2 separate regions of the Astyanax mexicanus genome follow, and region 1 is linked to region 2. The links are chromatin contacts, called in public Hi-C maps. All regions are on one chromosome and are shown on one strand. The core of a region is the stretch at or near the end of the contact, and the rest is flanking DNA. Distances in the headings are between cores, read along the strand shown. Region 1 overlaps pear1 (platelet endothelial aggregation receptor 1). Region 2 holds the start of pear1 (platelet endothelial aggregation receptor 1).

What was found. A called contact is a pair of places that touch in the nucleus more often than the background predicts.
Region 1: a contact with region 2 is called in a Hi-C map of muscle, with 14 times the contacts expected there. The contact joins the enhancer-like site here to the promoter of pear1 in region 2. A contact is called at or near these places in 2 of 3 Hi-C or Micro-C datasets (both in muscle).

The regions. Positions count from the first base shown.
Region 1 is chr6:40,446,231-40,452,163 of AstMex3_surface, forward strand. pear1 (platelet endothelial aggregation receptor 1) reads left to right here. Exons shown (of 24, transcript XM_022673526.2): 11 at 1,603-1,777; 12 at 2,954-3,074; 13 at 4,148-4,311. Among protein-coding and RNA genes, the nearest start is that of pear1, 57 kb to the left of the region's middle. Within about 2 kb of position 4,256, the one cell type or tissue checked has an H3K27ac peak away from gene starts, as active enhancers do.
Region 2 is chr6:40,387,441-40,393,947 of AstMex3_surface, forward strand. pear1 (platelet endothelial aggregation receptor 1) reads left to right here and starts at 5,196. Exons shown (of 24, transcript XM_022673526.2): 1 at 5,196-5,466.

The sequences.
Region 1 (5,933 bases), core at 3,006-5,505, 58 kb after region 2:
AGCTGCACATTACAGACGACCATCTGTAAACATTGCATTATAAATTATTGTTACTGAAACATATTTAAATGTATATTTAACCATGTCTTTCTCTTGCCCTATAAACACACATTTAAAAAGAAAAACATATATTTTTTTAGACCATTCCTTCTTAATTCTTCACAGGTATTAAAAGTTAAAAGTGTGACTAATTTTTATTTTGTATTTACTTCAGAATCAATATTTTTGAAACACTGTAAAATGTACAGCAGCACTGATTGTGTTGTTATTTTTGCAATCAGTGACAGTAAAGCTGTAGCAGGCGTTATTTTGGAAACCAATAAATCTAAGCTAGTTTTTGAAGTTCCATTTTCTAGTTCTGCCCTTCATCCAAAGCCTCCTCTTCTAACAAATGCAGTCCACTACTTTATGTGGCACACATTGCTGACACATACAGCTCTGGAACAAATTAAGAGACCACTTAAAAATTATTAATTTTATTGATTTTACCAAATTGAAAACCTGGATGGATGATCACAAGCCATCAAACCATGAATTTTTGCACCAGAAGTGTTATTAAGTTATCCAAAAGCAGTGTGTAAGACTGGTGGAGGAGTGCATTATATAACATGTTTGTGCTTTAATGCATTCTACAGAGATTACACCTTGTAGATCTATGCAGCTCATTTAATTTACTTTAACCCCCTACTTTCTACCTGACTTTTATTATACCTTAAACATTTCTATTTGGGGGGCACAGTGGCACAGCAGGTAGCATGTGTGACACACAGCTCCAGGTGCATAGAGTTGTTGGCTTGATCCCCACTCTGGTCACTGTTTTTGAGACGTTTGGTATGTTATCCGTGCCCATGCTGGTTTCCTCTGGGTACTTTAGTTCCTTCACACCTCCTAAAACTACATATGGTAGGTGGATTGGCCATGCTAAATAGCCCTCTAAGTGTGAGAGTGTGAGCTAATGGTTGCATGTGGTACCCTCTATTGTACTGGCTCCTTATGCATTATCCTTATTGGTATTTCTGTTAATTTCACCCAATGATTCCATGTAAACCCCAGACAACTACAAATAAGTGTAGATGGATAAATAGATCACTGATCATTAACTACAAGAAAAGAATAGAAACCTATTGAACTGTTCCTTAACTGTTCCTTAAGTTATAAGAGTGTAAATTATAATAGGGGTTAAAAACAAGAACTGATGATAAATAAATACTGGACTAACTTGAGGAGAGCTTTGGAAATGGCTAAACGACCATGTGCCAAAATGAAAAAGAAATGTACTGTTTATTTGTTAGTTTAAGTTTAATCTTAATTTTTGTCAAACAACACTTACTGTCTCGAGAAATAGCTTAATGCATTTCCTCTGATGCCTAAGACTTTTGCACAGTTTTGGATTTAACACGTCGTAAATTGCTGAGTCATAAACTGGTTTGGCTTGTGGAATTTTATACATCCCAAAAGATCATGACGTTTCTCTGGCTGGAACCAAAGCTGGATGGACTGTCCAAAAAAATGTTTCGCAAACAATTTCTTGTCCCATAAAGTGTTTTTTTTTACAGTTGTTATATTATTATATTATTAAATGTGTGAGTGTTGTTTTTACAGTTGTCACCCACTGAAGGGAGAGTGCACCTGCCAGCCTGGGTGGGCGGGACTTTACTGTAATGAAACCTGTGCTCATGGTTACTTTGGAAATGGTTGTCTTCAGCCCTGCCTGTGTGTGAACGGTGGGGTGTGTGATGTGGTCAGCGGGGTGTGCAACTGTGCACCAGGATACACAGTAAGTGGACATGCAGCATTTCTAAAACCCAGTTTAACATAACACTCTGGAAATGAACATTTTATTCTATAAACTACGAACAACATTTTCCCAAATAAAAATATTGTAATTTAGAGCATTTATTTGCAGAAAATTAGAAATGGCTGAAATAACAAAAAAGATGCAGAACTTTCAGACCTGCAAAGGAAACAAGTTTATATTCATAAAGTTTTAAGATTTTAGAAATCAATATTTGGTGGAATAACCCTGGTTTTAATCAGAGTTTTTATGCATCCTGGCATGTTCTCCTCCACCAGCCTTACACACTGCTTTTGGATAACTTTATGCCACTCCTGGTGCAAACATTCAAGCAGTACAGCTTGGTTTGATGGCCTTGATTATATTCTAGAGGATTTCAATTTGGTAAAATCTAAGGAACTCATCTTTTTCAAGTGGTCCTTTTTTTTTTCCAGAGCTGTATATAGAATGATTTCACATCTTAGATATTTTGAGTTTAGCCTTCCAATCAGACAGCTCCTACTGGTGGGTTACAAGATGAAAAACGTGAAAAAATCAATTTAACTTTTAGAAATATATCTAACTAAATTAAGATTAAGTTAGCAACACAAGACCTGTCAGACTCCAGAGGGTTAAACATAAAAATAAAATATTAAAAGTCCTTAGTTTAAATCATTAACTGAATGTGTCAGTAATGTAGTATTTTTAGAATAAAAGAATGATTACTCTTTATTTGTGCACAACTTTTTTTTATTTTTGATTATATCGTAAAAGGAATAATACGGCTATGTTAGCATTTATATTGTATCTTAAAGCAAGACTAATATATATATATATATATATATATATATATATATATATTTATGACCTTTATTAAACTAACTACAAATACACATTATACATGAGTACTGTCCAACTCTTCTCCTAATGATCTGCCTTCCTGCACAGTTTTATCTCCATCCCTAGTACATGTGAGCCGTCTAATTACTGCTTTCCGAAGTGCTTGATAAGCAGAATTATGCTGTTATAAGTGAGTTTGAAGTGAAAAGTTCAGGAAGTAGGTGGAATGAAGCTCTATGAATGGAGATCACTGCTCTAGATGATACCAGTGATCTAGCTTAGGTCAGTGCTCTAAGTTTACAGGGGCCTGCAGTAACTCTGCTCTTCTGCTTTGTGTAGGGAACTCACTGTGAGAAGGACTGTGAGACGGGTTTTTATGGGAAGGAATGTTCCTCTAAATGTACCTGCAAAAACGCCATCGCCTGCTCACCCACAGATGGAACCTGCTTCTGTAAAGAGGGTAAGCTAAGAGCTTATTATTATTTTAGCTATCAATTTTTTATTCAGTTGAACATTTAAAATGGGTTTTTTACACTTTTACTATAAAAGGTTAATCATTTAAAATGGATACACTTTATACTACTTTGCCATGTTTCAATAAAGGCTTTTATTAATTGTGCTAAGATGATAGCCTGTGCTCAGGAGTTTCCTTTTGCTCTGGGTATTTCTTTACTTTTTTCTCTTGTGGATTTCTCTTGTGGATGCTTATGGATGGCATAGCCTCCTCTACTTCCAGTGCATTATCTCATTTTCAGACTACTGCACCCAATCCCCAGGAGCACCTATCTTTTTGCCTTTACAACTGTGACCCCTTCAGTGCTTCTTCTTTTTTAGTTTTTGCTCCATGGATGTTTTGTGTTCTATATTTGATTTACATTTTTGGAACTTTTCCTAATAAAAATAAATAAATAAATAATATATGTATATATATGTATATATATATATATATATATATATATATATATATATATATATATATATATATATATATATATACATATATATATATTTTTTTTTTTGTTTTTTTAATTCTTGCAGGCAGACATGTCCAAATAAAAAAAAGATCTGTGTTGAATTTAACCTCCTAAGTTAAAGCAGCATTATGAGAGAGTTAGTATTTAGCCTCCTGCTTGGGGGAGTATATTTAAAAAATACAAAACATTCTCTGAACACCCCTTATAATATAAATAAATGTGCTTTATACATGCAATATGCATGCTTTTCTGGACAAGCTGAGAGATACAGAAGTGAACATGTGAACTGAGAAAATAAAGTATGTTTGCATGCTTTTTCCATAAATGTAATTTGGGTTACGGAGCATTACACAGTTCTCACACTGGTCTCTCAGCTTCATCAAAGTAACATAGTGCAGTAGCGGTGTTCTAGCCTGGAGTGTCCGTTTTAAAGACATTGTCCTCCCTATTACACTGAATGTAGTATCACACTGATACTACTTTAAAGCTGTTATCTTTAAGTGCTACATATTGTACTTCATCTTCGTCATCATGCATGTGGTTGTGTGCTCATCTACAGGATGGAGGGGTCCAGACTGTTCCATCCCATGTTCAGAAGGATCGTGGGGTCCAGGCTGCAATGCTAGCTGTCAGTGTGCTAACGGAGCGGGGTGTGATCCGGCAGACGGCTCGTGTACGTGTACAGCAGGCTGGAGTGGAGCGCTGTGTGACCAGCCCTGCCCTGTAAGTGTGTCACTACTAGTCTACACAGTACATTAAGCAGAACCCAGTTACTGTCAGCAGCAGGAGCCAGAGCGAGGCTTTATTGCTGTGTCTGGGTTTCTCCAGTGAGCTGTGGCTCCATGCTTGAGTCATTACCATTAACAGAAGTTTTGCTTGCTTTATTTATAACATTAGAAAATAGATGCTTGCCTAATGCATTATATAAAATGTCAAGAGAATCAACAAAGACCCCAAATCACCTGAAATACAATCTCACAACACAAATCTACTGTACATTAATGAATTTCTTCTTATAGAGCTATTGTTGTAGATACAGAAGATAATGTTATATATTATTTAAGGTTTTTATGTATTTAGATGAATACAAGATCAGTATTTAATGTAGTATATGAACAGTATTTATGAACAGCATTTTTCTCTTAACCTTCTACAAACTACATTTTGCTCTACAAGGGCCTGGTGTCCTCTTATGAGGCCATTATACTGTCACCTAGTGGTGGCAGAAGAGTTTAACACGTTACAGTTTAGATTTTGTTCAGAAATTTAAAAGAAAATTAAATACAGAAGGTTTATGTTTTTTACTTTATGTCTTTGTGTTAAAGCAGCACTTCAATTAAGCCATATTGCTGAAAGGGGCACAATTGTTATTCTACTTTTGTTTTGTACTCAGTCAAAAAAAATGCCTTTGTGTTCAGGCAAAAAATAAATGTTTTGCACATCATTACTAATTGCGACTTTATAGTGTTTATCAAAATATAAAACTAAAGTCCTCATATGTGGACATAATTTTTGTCAGAAACTACATAAAATGTAAAAAGATAATTCTATGTTTGTACACTAATCAGGTGCCAATAAGCCCAAAAAGCAAAAAGAAAATAAATGTATGCCATGCAAAAGTTTAGGTCTTAAATGAGTTAAAGGAGAACTCTGCTGTGATAATAAACTTGAGCTGTAGTGAACGTTTCGTTGAATAGACCACCTCCGTTCATCCCTAGCACTCTGAAATATATCACTTTTAGCCAATGCTCCCAACAAGCTTACAATGCTGGCGACATGGAGCATAGCGCTACACATGAAAAGAATTTGCTAATCTTAATGGTGTAAAAATAGTGATTTCTTTGCATGAGCAAAGCTATGCCCCTATCACTAGCATTGTAAACCTCTTGGGAGCTTCAGCTAAAAGTGCTGTATTTCAGAATGCTGGGGGTGAATGGAGGAGGGCTATTCAACAAAAGTTTGTACTCTTTATCATGTTTCACTACACCCCATATCCATTTCACAGCAGAGTTCTCCTTTAAGCTCTCACAAAATAAGTGTACTACAAAACATTCAAAAAGTAACAAGTTATAACGCTATAAAGAACTATGTCTGTAGTAGAGATCTGTGTAGAACCTTTAAATTGGTAAGAATCATTACGTAAGCGAGTTCTGTCTGTAATGATCTGCGTAGAGTGAGTTCTTTTGGAACGAGTGGAGTGGGAGTTAGAGAATGTAACTGTTACTCAGCAGCTCAGCTGTACGTCATTTATAGAACTGTGTGGGAAATCAACAGGCAGTAACTGTGCAGAAAAGACCAGTTCAGAAATCCTGTAGTATTTTTATTATTATAGATATTTTATGTCT
Region 2 (6,507 bases), core at 3,946-6,445:
GTTTGTTAAAGAATAAATGGTTCCAGCTAGGGCTGTCCCTAACGATTATTTTTTAAACGATTATTCTAACGATTATTTTTTTCGATTAGTCGACTAATCTATTCATTGAGAAACATTTAAATAATTATTATTTTACGTTTTAAAGCAAACGATAAATTACTATATTTATATATAATAATAACAACAACAACAACACAAGCCTACTAAACCAAACCCCACACTTATAATCACTTACATGTACAGCACGTTGTTTAGATCTATAACGCTAAAAATGGATAAGCTCCCATACACCACAACCGTGTGTTGTTTTCTGTGACCGCTAGATTTTGTGACCACTGGCAAGTAGTTCTCAGCAGACCGGTGCACTGGCCGATTCGAAACGTGTTCGTTTCTAATGTTTACCCCGACTGGCCAAAACGGTTCAGTTTAGGGCTGAGGGTAAGGTGTAGGTATAGAAAGCTTCCGTTTTGCCAATGAACGCTCATAACCGTGAGCACTGGTCACAAAATTCCGACGGTGACAGAATACGGTGTGACACCGCAGCGCCGACGGCGCTAGCTAAAATAACTTAAGGCAGCTAGCTTAGCTAAACACCTGAACTTATGAATAATGCTACTGTTTCTGGAAACTATATATATAAATATAAACCAAAAATGTATAATTTCTGCCTGTGGCAGGTTTAAAACCTTTGGTAGACAGTCTTAAGTCTTTTTAAGGACACCCGCGGAGACCCTGATGTAAACGGTAACTTACTGTGTGACCCTGTTGACATAGTGCTCCTGGATGTTTGCGCTTCAAGTGCTCCTTTTGCACATATGGCAGAGGACCACATTGCCTTTTGCGTGAAATGCTCCCAAACTTTAGATGCCCGCTGGCGTTTTTTTGTAGCTGGAGATTGCTCTCCGGAGTCCAAGCTCTCTAGAGCTTAGATTCTCTGCCCGAACCCGACATGACCCGAGGCCCGCCCGTAAATCCGACCCGGGCTCCAGAAAATAGTCCGAGATGTAGGCGTCTGTTTTTTAATTATATTTTTATTTTAAAAAAAAAAATAACGAAAATAACGAAAACTGAAAGTGAAACTAAACTAATTTATTTATAAGCGCTGTTTTCACTACCGCAGTTCTACAGCGGGGGTGTTGTGCCGATTCTGTCCGCGAAGCGGGAGTCAGATTTAGCAGAGAGTCGGATTCGGCACAAACGCGGCGGCACCTCGCGGTCCGCGGTGTCAGTTGTAAGCGCTCGCGCTAGCCGCAAAATACGGCAGAAAACACTGAGGGAGCTGCAGAATTATGAATGGGACTAGAATAGGAGCACGAGGAGATCAAAGAGAACCTTCACCTGTGAGTAGTTCTCACCAGAACACGCAAATCTCTCTTTCTCTCTCTCTCTCTCTGTGTGTCTCTCTCTCTCTCTCTCTCTCTCTCTCTCTCTCTCTTTCTCTCTCTTTCTCTCTCTCTCTCTCTCTCTCTCTCTCTCTCTCTCTCTCTCTCTCTCTCTCTCTCGCACGTGAACTCCTCCGCGTTTGACCTGCAGAACTGTGTTTAGCTGTTCTTAAAAATCATTTTAATTAAATAATAGTTCTATGCTTCTATGTTACCGTGTTAATTAACATAATTCTGATCATATTTCGCTCATTAAAACAGCCCGAAAACAGCCAGTTGGAATTTTTGGGCCCGATCTAACCTCTAATGCTCTCCACAGGCGCCGCCATGTTTACGACGCGCCGACGCACGTTATGCAAATCGATGTATTTTTGTAATCGATGACGTCGATTATGTCGACGCGTCGCCCCAGCCCTAGTTCCAGCCCATAGCAGTCCAGGTTTCTACTTCACAACACTTTATTTAAGCCACAAAACAATTTAAAGGGGCACTAAACCCCCTGATTTTTTGCAGATTCTACCCTCAGCTCAAATTTGAAAAACTGTGCAAAATGTCTTTGAGTGCATTATAGAGGCATGTCAGCAGTCAGCACTCTCTCACCAAGAGGTACACTGCCCAAAACTAACCACTAAGAGCTATTTTATAGGGCAGAGTGAGAAGCACTTCTACGCAATATTGTGTCAAGACCATCACAAACCATCACTGATTGTGGAAACTTCACACTAGACCTCAAGCAGTTTGGACTGTGTGTCTCTCCACTCTTCCTCCAGACTCTGCTTCCTTGATTTACAAATGAAATGTAAAATTTACTGATGATCAGTGATGGTTTGGAGAGACATGTCATCTGCTGGTGTTGATCCACTGTGTTATATCAAGTCCAAAGTCAGTGCAGTGTTTTCCTACAAAATCTTACAGCACTTCATGCTTCCCTCTGCTGACAACTTTTATGGAGATGCAGATTTCATTTTCCAGCAGGACTTGGCACACTGCCCACACTGCAGAAAGTACCAATTGGTCTTATGTAATATTCTAATTTTCTGATACACTAATTTTTGGGTTTCTTTGGCTGTAAGCCATAATCATCAATAATAAAATAAATAAACGCTTAAAATAGATCACTCTGTGTGTATCTATCTATATAATATATGAGTTTTACATTTTGAACTGAATTACTGAAATAAAGTAACTTTTCAAAAATATTCTAATTTTTTGAGATAGCCCTGTACATAACTGCATGTTGGATTTTGTGTCAGTGTGGGTGTTATTTTTGACAATGAGCGTAATTTTTTTTTTTTATCTTCGTTTAGGTAGTTTCCCATTTAAAGACTAAATTACAAAAATGACACGTTTCACTTTTCCAACTTCCCTAACAAAGAATAAACTAAGAGGGACATTCCACAGTCTATTTTTTTTTATCTCTCGATAACAACAGCAGTATTTTTTCATTTTCTCTTCCTTTTCTCTGTATAAGGATGTACTGCATAAGCACTATTTTTGTCCTGGGTTTGACCTGTTTATCTGTAATAAACAGATGATGAGTAGGAAAAGAGCATGTCCTGAAACTGCACATATCAGCACTGTGCCCGCTCTTATTTTTCAGGCAGTTATTCTTTCTGTGGTTACTTTTAGATACAAAACATCATACTGACATTATGACTTATGTTACCATTGATATGAATAATATTTCCTGTATCTGACTCCACAATTAGAAACAGGCACGTTACAAATGTGTCCTAAATCATTTGCTTTCTGTTTTAGAAAAGCTTTATATGTACATAACATATATACTGTATTGACAAAATCTTGGTATCTGCTCATTCATTGTTTTTTTCTGAGAACAAAATAACGGACACATGCACCGTAGCTTTAGATCGGTGTAGTGACCACTAAGCAACCACTAACCTACGTTAAGGGTATTAAAAAAAGTTTTTGCCTTTGCATAACTGCCTCTGCTGTCTGTGGAATGCTTTCTATTTGGTTTTGGAGTATTGCTATGAGGATTTGATTGCATTCAGCGACAAGACCTTTACTGAAGAAAGGATGTTGGACAATCCAACATGGGGGATTATTTGTTAATATTTAAATATTGTTTTCAAAGTACTCCTAAATAAAGTACTTGTGATATTCCCCACTAAGGAAGAAAAATGGCAGAAAAGGTATTTTTTTTTATGCATACAGCTATATAGACAGTTAATCAGACAAAGGTCAAACTCACTGTCCAATGAAAACCAAGTATCTCTATTTTTGTTGATTTTCAGTTTAATACATGATTTAAACACAAAATGTCCTTTACACTGTGCCAAAAAAATCTTCTTTCTTCAAAATGACCTGAAATATATTGACGTTCATTGATTTTTTTGAGGTTGAGGTTAAATCTTACTTCTGTAAATCTGCAGTTTTGGAGATACAGTACATGTTTTTTGATTGGACAGTGACAATACATTGTTTATTGGAAGCTTACTTTACTCCCCCCCCCCCCCCCCCCCTTTTGTTTACCTTTTAATTCAGTGTTGTGCTTTAATCAGAAATGTGCTGTGAGATGTGTTCAGACTGTAACGATTTTTCAGAACACACTGAAAATGAATCTGTTTACCTGTGCTTTTCTCCTTAGCTTTCATTTGTTTTAATTATTTTAATTATAATGTATTATAACTTTCTTTCAATATTGTTTTGTATTTCTTGAATTTCTTTCTTATATTTTAATTCTATTCATTTTAAATATGTTTTAAGTTATTTTAAATTATTTTAAAATTCATTTTAAATTATTTTAATTATAATTTTTCTTATAATTATATTTATAAACTTTCTAATCACATTTATTATCATGCAATTTATCAAACAAATGACTAAATGATGAACCAAACAGAATTGAACAAAAAGTGATTTACAACTAATAATTACATTAATAAATTAATAAACCAGGGGACTCTACCCGTACTCACTCCTGTTACTGGCACTCATTCCTCTTACTGGCACAGACTCCTGTTACCGGCACTCACTCCTGTTACTGGCACTTATTCCTGTATCTGGCACTCATTCCTGTTACTGTCACTCAGTCCTGTTACTCTTTATGTTATAAGTAACAGGACTGAAAGTAGCTAAATGGCGGCTATGCTAATAGCACAAGGACAGTGAGCACATTTTAGTGATTATCCCAAAATTTGTATTAAAAAAAAAAAAATCTAAGAATTAGTTTAGGTAACAGAAATGAGTGTTGAGATTGACCTCTTCACTCATAGTTACAATAAGATCAAATATACAGAAAAACAAATGAGGGAACTTAATTTTGGTCTTCCCATGGTCTTCAGAAGAACCAGTTTAGGGACACAACTAAAATTTGTATTTTAACTTAAATATTATGGATTTATTATATAAAAAATATTTTACAGCATAGATGGGATTTGGAGTCACACAACACTGCAAAACAAATACATCTCTGAAGGATTTTAATAATTCTATTTTATGGTAAAGTTTATAGTTAGAGAGTGGGTTAAGTAGTTAAGTAGTTTTTATTAATGTTTTAATTACATATCTTACTTGTGCAATTGGGTCAATGTACAAGATAATATGCTTAATAATAAAATGTATTTTGTAGGTTATTTTTTGCATATTTATACATGCAATTTTCTAGGGACTTTTTCTAAAATGGCACAGATTTGGCGAAATATGCCAAATATGCTCTGGAAAGTACAGAAGGTAAGTGCAGTTCCTGTAAATGAGAGCAGTAATGAACACTAGCAGTAAACTCAGCCCTGCTTGCCCAGCGGTTTAAAGCAGGAAAAGAGGAAAGGGGGTCTCTGAGTTCAGTTTTGCCCACAATACCTCAGCCCCCTCCTCCTCCTGCCCTGTCCTCAGCTTCTGTCACTCGCTCTGTAGACTTTAGTGAGAAAACCAGGCGCCTGAATAGATGGGCTGCACTATCAGGCGCTAGTTTGTTTTGGATGGACGTTTTCTCCGCTGCTGTAGACGAAATTCATCCGTCTTTTGGAACAAAACGTCCGTCTTGCTCTGTTAAGTCCTTTAACGTCCAGCATCCACCAAATCTCCGCTTCTGAAACACAGATGCCACTTCTCCTGCAGTAAGGTAAGAGCTTAAAGCGTTCATTTACAGTAAACTGACCGACTTTAGCTCAGAGTTAGCTGCTTAAACACCGGGCTAAATAGTAAACAAACATCTGAACGTAATGAAAAAGTGGCTTAAAGTGTTTTAAAGGGATTTTTTTTAAGCTGAACTACTTAGTTTAGTGAGGTGGGCTTAGCATCCTCCAGCTGTTTCTCAAGTTTCAGCCCTGTTGACCTACTTCTGGACACTGACCGCTTAAAAACTGAAGAGGTTGAGTTACTGCTAGACTCACAGACTAGTTTAAACACTTATAATGTGCTACTGTTTGTTTTTAAGATACATATGATCTGAGTGAAGAACTTAAGACCTAAGAATTGTAAGAGTAAAGAGCTTTAAGAGATGTGAGACCTTTAAAGAAACACAGCATATCTAGCTCAGTCTGGTTCAGATGGTTGACCAGCTTAGATTTTGATCAGCATATGGTATGTTTTTGCTTGAGTTAATGGTTAAGATAATCAACAGCCAAGCTTGATAATCTGTATGTTCAACATGATCAAGCTAGTATGGCCACCAATACCAATTTCTATCCAATGAAACTTTTTTTTGATTAGTTGTTTAGTAATGCTGTGTATTGAGAAATGTTTGATTGATTTTATTTGTCTTTTTTAGAGTGTCATAGCTGTTTTTACTAAATTAAAATATACTTGTTTTTGTTTTTCCAGTGCATATAAATGACACAAAACACAAACTCATTCATAATTAAGGGAACACTTAATTAGGTGTAACCTACAGTGCTGATTGTTTGGCCAGTTTGACAGAAAGAGGTACATATGTCCAGATAAAGCATTTAATTCATATTCTTATTAGTAGTTGTAGTAGTCTTTGCTTGAGGCAATGGATTGGATAATATATTATATATATATATATATATATATATATATATATATATATATATATATATATATATATATATATATATATATAAGCTAGTTGACCAACATATCTAGTAAGGCCAGCAGTAACAATAATGTCTATCCAATGAGGCTTTTTTTTTTATTGTGT